Regions from separate parts of the Mus musculus genome. Here region 1 is linked to region 2. Evidence: chromatin contacts called from public HiChIP or PLAC-seq data. All regions are on one chromosome and are shown on one strand. Each heading gives the region's core, a stretch centred on a gene start, on an enhancer-like site or on the middle of the called end of the contact. The rest is flanking DNA. Distances are from core to core; before and after follow the strand shown. Region 1 has its middle 35 kb from the start of Olig1. Region 2 holds the start of Olig1 (oligodendrocyte transcription factor 1).

Region 1 (6,752 bases), core at 2,387-4,886, 35 kb before region 2:
GTAGGATTTGTCCATTCATGGTGAGTACTTCATATACAAAGAAAAGGCAGAAGGTTTTCTACAGTACCACATGGACATTTCTATTAGCTTTAATATTCTAGGTACACTTTTAAATTTCTACCAAAAATGTCAACAGGAGTGTTTTGGTGGGAGCCAAAGCCACTAGGCTGTGACAAATTATTTATATACCTGCTAGAAAGTTGGAGAAGAAAAGGGCCAGAACTCAGTTACAATTGTGTAAACATGGCATCTGCACCCATTTTTTTTTTCTACAAAGAATCCTTCCTCATGTCTTAGGTCTGTTTGTGATCTCACAATCAGATCACATGTTGGGGGGAAACCCATTTTCAAATTTCAGCTCTCAAAAACAAACCCAGAAAGACAGAAACAACAAAATCCCCAAACCCAAAGCATTCTTTCTAGAGAGCAGCCTGTCCTGAGGGCAGGAGGGGCTTGGAAAATGCCTGCTGTAAGGACCCTGAGGCTGGGTGTCACTAAAGGCAACGCCCACTCTTAAGAGTCAAACTGTACACATGGATGTATACCTAAGGTGGCAACTGTGTGCATGGCATATCTTAAAAAAACAAAAAAACCCAGCAGTCATAAGAATAAATCTATAGAAAATGTAGTCAAATTCAGCTTCATGCTATATAAAGTCCTACAATAGAAATATAGCTGGACATAAGCCAAATTTCTAATCTAACCAAACAATTTGCCAAATTTTAACAGTGTGAATACATCTACTCTTCTGAAGGGTCAGTGTGCATTTAGATGCATGATGAGTCCTCATTAGGTTATTTTTCTATTAGAATGTTAAAAGTCAACAATTATTGTTAGTGACCGTTTCTTAAACTCTTACTATTTGGCCAGGCATTTGCTGAGAATTTGTCTTCTCATTTTCTAAATGTGTGAAATAAAATAGGTGCTAGCCCTTTTAAATGCTGAGAATAGCTATGAAGTGATTTTCCCAGCTAGCAAATTCTCACGTAATCGTTCAGCCTTTGGAACAGCAGGATGGTGCAGTGGGTAAAAGCCCTGGCTGCCAAGCCTGACAACCTGAGAGTGACCCCCAGAGCCCACATGGTGAGAGAAAAGAACCACACCCTGCAAGCTGACCTCTGACCTCACGTAGCCTCATGCATGTTGTAGGCACACAGGAGCTTGTGCATCTGTACACACGTGCTTGTATATGCACACACGCGCGCGCGCGCGCGCGCGCACACACACACACACACACACACACTCTGAACAAGTGAATGGAGAGGAGAAGGAAGAGAAGGGAGAAGGAAGAGGAGGAGGAGGAGGAAGAGGAAGAAGAAAAAGAAGAAAAGGAAAGAGGAAGAGAAGGAGGAGGAGGAAAAGAAGAAGGAGGGGAAGGAGGAGGAGGAGGAGAAGAAGAAGAGGAAGAAGAAGAAGAAGAAGAAGAAGAAGAAGAAGAAGAAGAAGAAGAAGAAGAAGAAGAAGAAGAAGAAGAAAGAAAGAAAGAAAGAAAGAAAAAAGTTGTTTTTGTTCCTGTTGTCACCTTAGATGGCTCTGGCTATAAACTGGCCCATTTTGCATGAGGAAAGTATTTAGAGATGTTATTTGATGAGACAGTCCTCGTATACGTTGTTTTAAGCCTATGCATAAAACTCAAAACAATATAAACAGGAGTCAGAACTAGGCACATAAGCTGGGCCAGCTTTTGGGTCCATTTGACCTTTTCCATTTCTATAATAAAAACTCCCCATCACATCGACACAAGTGCATTGGTGGCAGAAACTGGATTTGGGTCATTTCTGGAGAATGACACTTCTTTCATTGAAACAGCCCTTCTCTGCAGTGTGTGTGTGTGTGTGTGTGTGTGTGTGTGTGTGTGTGTTTGCCTGCCTCATGAAGCGAGCATTCAGGTGGTACAAGGCTGCTGGTGACTTGTTCAGCTATTTGTGAAGAAGCTGGCAAGCTTGGGCCTTCTCCCTGGCAGGCAAGAGAAAGGCTCGCTTGTTCGTGAAATATCGGCTAAAAGGCTGCTGCAGGTGGGGCCGTCAGTGACATGTTGTTGGAAGCAGAGACCGACTGCAGGTGCCACCTCTGGGACACGGATGTGTGCTTCCTCGGCCTGGGGCCGGAGAAAGAGGACTGCCAACCCCCCAGAAAGAAGCACACTGTTGTCCTCAGGGTGAATGAAAAAGATGTTTCAGTGCTGTGGACGGATCTCGATGGTTTGCACAGAGGACAAAACGTCTCCTATAAAATCCCATTTACATAGTCCTATCTCACTTGGGCTTTTGGTGACCAGATTCAATTGTGCTGGTGTCCCCTGTGCAGTGTGATATCATAGCTTCAGAGGAAGGCTTTATTTAGAGGTCACACTAGTTTGTCCTGGGGATGTAGTCATTTTTTGTGTCACGGACAATGTTTTACTGTGGAGATAGGAGCCAGATGGCTCAGCCACTTGCAGTCCGGGGCGAAACAGTGTCGGTATTGTTGGCGAATAAACAGAATCTATTATCTGCTGCTCATGAAACTGTAGTACCCACCACTGTTTGGAGATGAAGTATTTAACAAATTGTTAGGTCTTGCTTAAAGCTGCTATAACACAGCACCTCAGAAACTAGAAATCTTACATATTCTTAAAAGCAACTGCTGCCTCTGACCGGCTTTCTTCTCTCCCCGCCCCCCTTCCATCCTGAGAGGCCATTCATGCTTACAGTAGTGGAGGCCCTGATTTTTGTTTCTTTCCCACCGCAATCCATATGCTAATATGATCTGTAATCCGTGTGCCCATGCAGTGGGGGAACAACAGCCTCCTCAATTTTCTCACCCCCTCTGAACCAGGCCACCTATTTGTCAATCCCGAGCAGCACAGAGGAGCTTTATAGGGTGTTGTGTGTCACTTGCAGGAGTGGCTTCTTCCCAACACTTTGGATATAGGAGGTGAAGTGTCTGGAGTGGTCTTCTTGCTTGGCAACTCAGTACCCGTCAGGGGGTGAGCTGCCCACACACCTCTCACTATAATAGAGAGGCTTGGGAGAATTGTGAAATGTTAGTTTTTCTTGGAAACCCATGTTTGGTGTTGCCCTCTGCATTTAAACCACTACCAGTCATTTCTTTTCCTTTTCCTTCTTCTTTTCCTTCTTCTTTTCCTCCTCCTCCTCCTCCTCCTCCTCCTCCTCCTCCTCCTCCTCCTCCTTCTCTTCCTCCTCCTCCTCCTCCTCCTCCTCCTCCTCCTCCTCCTCCTCCTCCTCCTCCTCCTCCTCCTTCTTCTTCTTCTTCTTCTTCTTCTTCTTCTTCTTCTTCTTCTTCTTCTTTTGTTTGAGCACACACCTTCCCTTTCTAAGCAGAGCACACTTCCCATTTAACTTGGCCCAGCTGTGGCTGGGTCTATTGCAATGTCAGAAGTATTCATTTCCTGTTTTAATTGCAGCGAAAGCCAACCTTGACTGGCAAGGAGAAAGGCACTGACAGGTTTGGGCTGTGTCCAGACCTCCTCAGACTCTCCGGCAGCCAACTGTTTGACAGTCTATGCAAATACATGCAAATGCAGGGACACTGGCCTGACACCTGCAGAAAGTGACCATCCCCACTCAGGCTTGGCCTCCCCTGTAACTGGGGGCTTTGAAATGCTGCTTGGTTGCTTTCTGTCAGTTTATTATGCATTTGTCAGCAGAACGTCGGGCTGCTGAAAACACCCCTCTTTGTCCCTAGGAGCCGCACAGCTCCGTGTGGTGCCACAAGGGCCGGGATAGTGGCGTGGCTTCTGGCCAGCTCTTGTGAATCCTCCCCTCTGTCCCAAGGCCCAAATGCAGACTCCGAACTCTTGCGGGCTTGCCCACACGGAGGAAGGCCTTCTGTTTCTCTGGATTCGAAGACATAATGGTGGTGGTGGGGCAACAGAGGGGAAGGCCAGCTCCCTGGCAGCTGGAAGTTGGTGACTTTGAGAGAAAATGTGTCCTGGATTTTAAAAAGCCAAAAGCAAGAGATCTGCCCGGGCTGTCAGAGAATCAGAGATGAGGAGAAGGCCTGTTGCCGCGAGTGGGGATCATAGGATCGCCTGCCACACACAGCACCTCCAGACGGCAGGAAGAGTGCCAGGTGGCGGGACTCTCGCGGCCATTGCCGGCAGGCCATCTCGGCTCCCATCTGCTCAGGCCTTCGTTGGCCTCTCACGGTCCTCTAAGAGACGTTGGCACTGGTCGGACAGCTGTTCTTTCTGAGTTCTATGTGAGGGTGTGTAGGTTCAGTGTCACCTTTTTGAAGATAAGTCGGGCAACATCATCATTATGGCCCCGTAGCCGTAGACTGGAACAAGATTTGGATTCCAGTGACTTCTTTCAGTCCTTCTGGGGAGAGAATAAGTTAGGAGTGCCAGACAGCAGCATCCTACAGATCTTCTTAATGTTCGTCAACAGATCTGGAAAGAACACTTGTAACTTTCTTTGTGTGACTGGGCTTTAGCTTTCTCGAGCAACTTATTTGGGAAATGGTTATGCACAACAGAACTTCTGGGATCTGGATAAATGGCTCAGTGGACAAAGTCCTGCCACACAAGCATGGGGACCAGGCTTTGAATCCCTAGAGCTCAGATACGTCCTGTGCACAGTAGCTTGTCTTTAGCCTTAGGCTAGACCCTATTGTGAGATGGTAACATACTATCTAGAAGCCTGTGGGCCAGTTAGCCTGCAGACGGCAGAAGAGGGGTACAGTGTTAAAGTGAATGGTGAGGACTGGCACCCAAGATCGTCTGGAGCAGTCACGCATACACACAAGCAGAAATTTCTAAATCCAGCCGTCCATAGACAGACTGGAAGGAACTTGAAACATGAGTGTGAGCATGCAACACAGATGGGTGTGTGTGCATGTTTATTTGTAAGCATGCATGTGTGTGTGAGTGTGTGTGCCTGCATGTGCGTATAAGTGTGTGAATAAGTGTAAATGTGTGCGTATATATATGTGCATGCATGTATGTGTGTGTGAATGCATGTGCGTGCATGTGTGTGTGGGTGTGTATGAGTGTGTGTGTGCTTTGGAGGGTGGGAACCTGAATATGTATAACCTGAACACACTGAGCATAGGAAGAGCTCTGGCAGTGTCTGGCCAATGTCTGGTATTGCTTATAGTCAGTGGTCTTGGGGCTGGGCTACAGCTCAAAATAGATGATTTCTGGCGTAAAGATCCCCTTGCCATTCGTACAGTTTAAATCCACCAAATGATCAACTCATTCCTCCTTGTCTGTTAACAAGATGTGGTAAATCCTGGGGAAACTATCAGGAAACATTTTATTATGTGGTCCTCTCCGGCTTCAGGAGGAAAAACCAGCGTGTGCTGCTCTGTAGCCGGGAGAATGGTCCTCCTCTGAGACCCAGAGGATGCAAGCGCCCCCGACTCAGATGTGCAGCTAATGAGAATAAGGCGCTCATTACTTGAAGATTGCATTGTTGATCAACATAATGCTGGTGCCAAATGCTTGGTAAGTCTGTGGGATTTCTAAATGCACAGAGAAAGACATGGGATAAGCTCTATAAACAGCACTGGACAGCTGCTGCTATGGGTAAACTGAGGCACAAAGGCATTGATAAGAATCCACCCAAGGTCCCGGTCACTTTGCAATAGAACCCATTTCTTAGGCACGTGCCTTTTCTTAATACTATCACATAGCATGTGCTATAAGGAAAACTCTAGTGATCCAATAATACCCGCAGAACATGGGTTTGAGGCCTGCATATGGGTGCTGAAGTTAATTTGAATTAGATGGAGGAGTAGATGGGGCGAGCCTGGGACCAGATCCCCAGTTACTCTGAATATCCATGAGATCCATATTGTCTGTGGTTGTCATAACACCGACAAAGAACGAAAGCAGGAATGTCACTGGCTGGCTTTGGGGATGAATTTCACCAGCCCTGGTCCTGGTACAAGGTGGCCAGACCCACTCTTCTGCTCAGGGCCAAGGCAAGCCCCTTGGCGACCAGTCTTGATTGACTAAAAGGAGAGACTTATACCTTACCCAGCTCCAATTCCTAGGGTCTTTCATTTAAATGAGCCCGTGCTTTGCCGTAAATAAAATAGAAATGTCTACGATGGAAAAAAGTTCCACACAAACGCCACTGCTTCCTATCGCCCTAGTTCTTTCTCTTGCGCCCTGCATCTCTTTCTCCTTTTTAGAAACACACTTTGGAGCCCAAGGTGGTTGTGTTTAAGCAGCTTTAATGTCCTTTCAGGGCTCTGCGCAAGGTTGTGGTCACTCAGGCAGCAATAACTTTGAAAAAATGACCCGTCTACACCCAAACAATAACAGAATCCCCCTTTTTATGTTGGAAACGCCCACGGCTTTCTGCGCATCCCCAGACTCCCCACGTAGATGCAACTGTTTGACCAGCCTTCTACTGAACAACTTAATTAAGCAAAAGAAAACGTGTCAGTTTCTGCCAACCTCACAAAAACAGAGCTGTGGGGGTAAAAAGGGTCGGCCGAATTAACCCACATTCCTGAACGGGTTCACTAAAGCGAGGCCTGGCTTTGCGGCAATGCCAAGGGGAGCCGCGCGCGGGATCGCCATTCACATTTATCAAGACATATTGTTCGCCAGATCATACTGAACACAATTAAAGCTGCAGGACCTCGGGGGGCCGAGGCTCGGGGTGAGCTTAGCTTAACTTAAAAAAAAAAAAAGAAAAAGAAAAAAAGAAAAGAAAGAAAGAAAGAAACTTGTCACGACACGGTGCCCACTACTGACACTCTGCACAGTGACGGGGACAAAACAGATTTCGCCCGAC
Region 2 (7,066 bases), core at 482-2,981:
TTGGAATTTTGTTTTCAAGCAAGCTCAAACGTTGGTTAAGCTACCTTTAGGGAAGTGGAGACTAAGTAAGGGTTTTAGGTTTTAAGGAGCATAAACTGCAACAAAACACCTGGGCGAGCCTGAAAAACAGAACTGGGAGTGGAGAGGAACCTCTCCACTTCGCATCCCCAACCACCGAGCGCGGTAACCGAGCGCACCCGCGTAACATCCAGCTCGGAAACCCTGGGCTTTCCAGAGCGGCCCATCCGTAACACCCTTGATGTTTGTACCGGTGGCCTGGGCTTTCTAGACCTCCTAGATCCGCATGGTTTGGCTGGAGAGAGCAAGGGAGCCTGTGCGCTCAGGCCCTGGACAAGGAAAGGACGCCCCTCTGGGTAGACACTGTTGGGGAGCAGCTCTTAGGCCAGGGAGCGGAAGCATGCCAGGAAACCAAGCTGGGGGCAGCCTTTCGCTGCACCCAGGGCAACCCCCTTATACCGCACCGGCCGGCTACCGTCCTCCCCGACTCCGCGATGCTCACGGATACGAGAATAGCCCGCGGTGGTGGGGGTTGTCACCCCTGCCAGTGGGTGAGTTGTGGTGGGGATGCGAAGACTTCTGGCTCTAAACAGGTGGGATTCATCTAGAATCCCAAGCAACTACATCGCTCCTTGGAACACCCGCTTGGGTTATTTTAATTGCCAGGGAGTGGGGGCGGGGAAGAAGGCGCCCTACAGTCTGTCGTCTGGGAGAGAAGTCTGGAAATGTCCTCCTTTCTGGGGCCAGCTCTGCCTAGATCCAGGACGCGGGGGCGCGGGAAGATTGGCTGAGGTCGCGCTCCGCCCCGGGCCCAGCCAGCCCTCACTTGGAGAACTGGGCCTGCACCGCTGCCAAGCCCAGGCCGGCGGGGACCAGATGCGGGAACTTGCACACCGCACAGGAGCAGAGGCCAGGGCTACCCGCGCCACCAGCTGGGAGAGAGAACTGGCCGCACGGTGGCTCGTCGAGCGCTAGAGACAGGTACTTGGTGGGGCGCAGCGTTTCGGGGGGTCCCACGGCACCGGGTGCCAGCAGCACAGAGCCCGGCGCGGCAGCCAGAAGAGGCAGGCCAGCGAGGAGCAGGCGCGGGGCGGCGGGTCCCGCACCGTCGCCGAGCGCGCGGCGCAGCTCCTGCAGCGAGCTACCCAGCAGCAGGATGTAGTTGCGGGCGAGCAGCAGCGTGGCAATCTTGGAGAGCTTGCGGCCCGGCGCGCCCTGGCAGTGCGCTGCCGAGTAGGGTAGGATAACTTCGCGCAGCGCGTCCATGGCCAAGTTCAGGTCCTGCATGCGCTTCCGCTCGCGGCTGTTGATCTTGCGCCGCAGCTGCTGCTGCTGCTGTTCCTCTTTGGCGTCGGCCCGGGCGCCCCCGGACTCTGGCGCAGGTCCCCGAGGTTCAGCGAGCGGAGCTTCGGCCTTCTCGCGCGCAGGCTTGGGGAGAAGGGATGCGGTGGAAGAGGATGAGGATGAGGATGAGGAGATAGGTGGCTGCCTGTAACCCACCAGCTCATACAGCGAGGCCCCGAGCTGCACGTCTCCAGGCCGCTGTGGCCGCAACATGGTCGCGGGAGCCGCGTTCACACGCGCCTGGGAAATCGCATAGTACATCTGGGGCGGGGGCTGTGGGGCGACCCGGGGCGCCCTTCACTAACGCCCAGGGGTGGGCCGGTCGGCAGATCGCCCTCCCCGCGGACCTGCGTGCCGGCGGATGACAGTGAGGGGCCGTGCGCGCCTGACACCTTTAAACCCGGCTTGGGAACCTGCGAGGACCGCGGTTGGCGGGGTGCAGCCAATGGAGGCGTGAGCTTGGCCACAGGCGAGTGTTCATTGGTCGCCTGAGCAGAGGTACAGCCAGAGTTGCCAGAGAGGGTTATCGTGGGGCGCCTGCGCGGGTGCCACAGCGCCCGCCCTGGGAGGGCAAGGGAGGGAGCTTTAGGGCAAAACATTGTTCCTTCCGAATTCTAGTTCAGCTGGTCAGGCTAAAATGGCTTTTGCCTCCCTTTATCTCTCGAGCTCTATTGCCATCCCTTTTTATAGTTACATTTGTCCTTGTAAAATGTGATCAGCCAGTAATCCCATCGCTGGGAACTACTGAAGCAGGAAGGAGAGGAGGCCAATCTGGGCTCCAAAGTGAGAGGTTGGCTGTTATAAAAATGCAGTCTAATATTCATAACATGAAACGTAACCATCCCAGAGTGCGCAGTTCAGTCGTTAAAACGCCTGACTGTTGACACGATTTTGCAACAGATGGCCAGGACTTGTTTGCTTTTTGCAAAACTTAAACCCTTAAACCATCAAAACAGCAACTCTAACTCTTGGTAAGCATTAAAGAGAAAACCCCCTCTGCTTGTCTTAGTTCTCACTGCTGTGATAAGCACTGGAACCAAAAGAAACTGAGGGGGGGGAGTTCCCTTGGCTGACACCTGCCAATCACAGCTCCTCACTGTGGAAAGTTAGCTCAGGAACTCAGGAAGTTAGCAGGCACAGAGGCAAGAACCAAGAGTAGCCAACTGAGGGGAGCTCTAACCTGCTTCCTTCTGCAGGCGCAGGATCGCAGGATCGGGTTACCTTTCTTATAGAGCACAGGCCCACCTGCTGGGAATGGTGCCAGCTCGCAGTGCGCTGGGCCCTCCCACATCAATTATTAATAAAGAAAATGCATCAGCGAGGAGTCCACCAGGCTGATCTGGTGACGTCAGTGTTCTCATTTGAGGTTCCCTCTTTTCAGGTATATCCAGTTGACAAACAACCACTTCTCCACCTTGGTAAATATCACCCCGGGTGGGGTGTGTCTGCGTGACTTTGTTTTCTCTGGGAATCCCATATAGGCAGTCAGTCGTATTTGTCTCCCATATACACAGTCGTATTTGTCTTTTAGTGGCTCATTGTTCATTTTGGTGACTTAGCATGTGTTCAGGCTTCATCCATGTCAGATATAGCGCGCATCTCGATTCTTCTCCTCCTGTATCCAAGGTCGGGCCCCACTCCGTGTTTATTAAAAGATAACTTTAAACTTAAGATCCTCCTTGTCTCTGCCTCCCGGATCCTGGGAATACAAGCACTCACTCACCGTGCCCAGTTTATGCACTGGTGTGGATCTGAAGCCAGGGTTTTGTGCACACAGGGCAAGCACCCTACCCACAGAGCCACGCAGTCCCAGCCTGAATTCTTCCTGCTGAAAAAGCCAAATAGCTCACTACACTTCCCAGGGACGTCTTACATTTCCTGTAACCACCGCCTTTATCTGAGCTCACAGAGGGTGGCTTCAACCTCAGGGCTATTAGGACAATGCTCCTATGTGTGTGTCTACCTGACCAGGGCGTAGGATGGTTACTTTCCGTTACTTTCACCCCAGCTCTCTGATCCACAGGTCTACAAGGATGAAGGAGTCTTTGGGGTTACAAAACATCTCATCCTTCCCCAAAGGGATGTGAGCTGTTTTTATCAGTGACTTGACTCTTCCTTAAGCAAACCCCACTCTGGCCTCTGATCAGAAAGAACATAACACCCGACATTCCTACCTGTTGAGGGGGGTACCAAATATTTCTCGAGCACAATGGGATTCCTTGTGGAAGCTGGCATCCCTGCACACAAGTGGGGCATACACCTGCAGCTTGTCAGAGTCCTGAACTGTCCCTCAGGAAGAGTTGTACGGTATCTAAAAACCCACTGACCAATAAGTGGCATCAGGCCGTTATGTCACTGTGAATTAGATAATAAAATGAGGGTCAGAATAAAATGCATCTCCAGTTGTACACTCGTTGCTTCAGGTGCACAACAGTGATTGTTGTTACCTGCAGAACAGCAGATGTGGGTCCTCCTCCCACGGCAGAAAGGTCAGATCTAGCTCCTAGCAGAAGATGCACTTCGCCCTGGATACTTTTTATGGAAGACAAGAAGGAGTGCCTGCCGTAAGAACTGCCGTTTGCTATGAACACACTTGCTGACTTCAAGACGGCCATGTTCTTTCACCAACATCGGTCCTCCAACCTCCAAGTGAACTTGTAACATCCTGCGTTGGTGCAGACTCAACACAGCTTTCCTCTTTGCCTGGGATACTCCCCAGCTCTCCTCTGTCAACATACTTGACCAAACACTGGCAGTATTGCTCCAGCCTGGATTGTCTTATGTGTAGAAATTATCTTGTCCAGGCAGGATGGTTTCCAGAGCACCTGTTTGTCTCTACATCCGTCTGAAGAGCAGTATCATGCTTTGGTGTCTCCTGTGTGTCTAAGAGATGCGAAGGTGGGTTTGAAATCACTGCTAGCTCACAATAACAACAAGCTCCTCACTGAAATATGCAAACGCCCGAAGGTGCTCACTCAGAGAGGACTCTGGCAATAGGAGCCCACTTGGGAAGAGAGGGGGTGGCTGGAAGAAAAAGCTGGGTTGAAAAACAAAATCGTACCAGACGGGAAGCAAAGTGACACTGAAGAAATAGAGAATTCAACACTTCACTAACCATGTCACCCTCAGGTGGAGCTTTCTGTTTGAAATGTTTTCATGTACTTGCATTTGACTCTCCCAGGACCCTGGTAGCTGGGCATTTTTGATCCCCATTAAACATGATAAAACTGAGATTCTCAGGGGGCACTAGACTACTGAATGCCTTCAGACAGAAAAGCAAAGCTTCTCTATCAGTAAATGGCTTCTCAGAACCCCTCTTCCTGGCCAAGCTTCCAGGAGAGAGCTGAAGGGATAAAGGACGAATTGCCCAGCAGAAGTCTAACCAGTACTGACAAGGTTATGGGTTCCAGCTAGGCTCATTAAGAATGGGGACACCACCCCCAGAAATCCCACGCCACCTTGGCAGCCCCTGCCCAGCCGGTTCCCTCTGGACCTCATAGTCCAAAGCACTAGATCAGGCAAGCTTTGGTGATCTCTCTCTGGCTTTCTTCTCTGCCCACTCCCTAGTCAGGGCCCTAGGCAGTCAAATAGGGAGGCAGAACCCAGTCTTGAGTCCCAATGACCCAGAGTGTTCCCCCTAGGTTTCCCAACCACAGGCAGGGGCAACAAGAATCTTGCCTCCAGGAGACACTTTTATTGTGGATATTCCGGAGGGGTGTTTTAAACCTTGGCTTCACTTCATCAGCCCCTTCTTGGAGGAGAAGCAAGCACCCCCACACACACCCCCATGGAGGATAATGGTAGTCAGCCTGCATTTAGGTATTCCAGTGGAGGGCCCCAGAAGAGAGTTCCGGGTGGCCGTACGGTCCCAACATGGGCACAGGATTTGGCATTCTTTGGAGCTGGTGACTTGGATGGCCCCTTGTGCCGGGCCCAGAGCTCCAACAGCATGCAAAGCATGACAGCTGGCAGAGGCCAGTGAGGCACTGTGGCCGCTGGCAGGGACCCATGCAGTCTGTCTCAGGGGAGGCAGCTGCTGTGGCCTCCCACATTCAGGACATGCTTGGAGAACAAGTTGCACCAGCCCTAACAACGCTCTTGTCTTCACCCAAATGGGCTCTCTCTCTCTCTCTCTCCCTCTCTCTCTCTCTCTCTCTGTGTGTGTGTGTGTATCTGTCTCTCTCTGTATGTGTACTGTGTGTATCTCTGTCTCTGTCTATCTCTGTCTCTCTGTCTCTCCTCTATGTCTCTTTCTGTGTCTGTCTCTCTGTCTCTCTCTTTCTCTGTGTGTCTGTGTATCTGTCTCTCTCATATGTATATTGTGTGATTCTCTGTCTCTCTGTGTATCTCTGTCTCTCTGTCTCTCCTCTCTCTATTTCTCTCTGTCTCTGTCTCTCTTTGTCTCTCTGTCTTTCTCTGTGTGTGTATCTGTCTCTCTCTCTCTTTATGTGTACTGTGTGTATCTGTCTCTGTGTCTCCCTGTCTCTCTCTCTCTCTCTCTCTCTGTGTATCTGTCTCTCTCTTTCTGTATGTGTATTGTGTGTATCTCTCTGTCTGTCTCTCTGTGTCTCTCTGTGTCTCTGTCTCTCCTCTATTTCTCTGTCTCTGTCTCTCTTTGTCTCTCTGTCTCTGTCTCTCTCTCTGTGTGTGTCTCTCTGTCTTTCTCTCTGTGTGTATCTGTCTCTCTCTCTCTCTCTTTATGTGTACTGTATGTATCTGTCTCTGTGTCTCCCTGTCTCTCTCTCTCTGTGTGTGTATCTGTCTCTCTCTTTCTGTATGTGTATTGTGTGTATCTCTCTGTCTGTCTCTCTGTGTCTCTCTGTGTCTCTGTCTCTCCTCTATTTCTCTGTCTCTGTCTCTGTCTCTCTTTGTCTCTCTGTCTCTGTCTCTGTCTCTCTCTCTCTCTCTCTCTCTCTCTCTCTCTCTCTGTGTCTCTCTCTCTTTCTCTCTGTGTGTGTCCATGTGCTCACATTCATGATGGCTTTCAGACATAGAAATGTGAATCTCAGACTTTCTTTTCCTTACATAGAAATTTATGCTGTTCTGCCTACCTTGGCATTGGGCTAAGAGGGTGGAACCTGTGTGTGTCCATGTGCTCACATTCATGATGGCTTTCAGACATAGAAATGTGAATCTCAGACTTTCCTTTCCTTACATAGAAATTTATGCTGTTCTGCCTACCTTGGCATTGGGCTAAGAGGGTGGAACCTTTGAAATGGCAGGTGATGGGCGATGTGGGCACTGTAGTTTTAAGCACAAGGACAGGCTGTGACACTGACACTTGAAGCCTTCTGTTTTCCTGTAAGATGTGTTCCTCTCACGAGCAGCCAGCTAAGTGTTCAGAAGTTGTCTGTGCTTAAAATGTGCTATTTAAACTGGCCAGAGTTAGGACTGTGGTGGAATGATGGAGTTTGCTTTCCAGAGCATGAAGAAGGAAAACCTGCTCTGAAAAGTTGCAGTTCACACTGTCAGTATGAGAAGTGGTCCCTGGTGCCTCCAGACTTAACCTGCCTGGAATACAAGAGGTAGGTAGGTGCCACAGAGAACAGCCTCATGCTGGATTTCTCATTTGAGGGAGAGGAGAGTAATAAGAAAGAGAGAAAAATAAAGATACTCTTTGCTATTTTTTCCTGGCTGGAGAGAAACACTCTGTGAACCACCCCATCAGAGTTTAAATCCCTCTTAGAAATAACTCTATTTGAAT

The links. HiChIP or PLAC-seq counts read pairs in DNA pulled down with a chosen protein or histone mark.
Region 1: an H3K27ac HiChIP or PLAC-seq map of neural progenitor cells shows a contact between it and region 2, with 6 times the contacts expected there. The contact joins the enhancer-like site here to the promoter of Olig1 in region 2. A contact is called at or near these places in 5 of 39 promoter capture datasets (embryonic stem cells, frontonasal cranial neural crest, hematopoietic stem and progenitor cells and 2 more), 20 of 484 Hi-C or Micro-C datasets (astrocytes, brain, cerebral cortex and 12 more), 13 of 115 datasets of contacts at active chromatin or transcription factors (astrocytes, embryonic stem cells, forebrain and 5 more) and 3 of 9 other capture datasets (adipose tissue, embryonic stem cells and pancreatic islet).

What each region holds. Positions count from the first base shown.
Region 1 is chr16:91,301,270-91,308,021 of GRCm38.p6, reverse strand. No RefSeq gene overlaps it. Among named protein-coding and RNA genes, the nearest start is that of Olig1, 35 kb to the right of the region's middle. Within about 2 kb of position 3,636, at least 43 of the 459 cell types and tissues checked have an H3K27ac peak or open chromatin away from gene starts, as enhancers often do. A contact at or near this core is called in brain, cerebral cortex, cortical glia and 8 more, where this site is marked.
Region 2 is chr16:91,264,434-91,271,499 of GRCm38.p6, reverse strand. Olig1 (oligodendrocyte transcription factor 1) reads right to left here and starts at 1,731. Exons shown (of 1, transcript NM_016968.4): 1 at 1-1,731. The coding sequence starts at 1,623. The coding sequence ends at 841.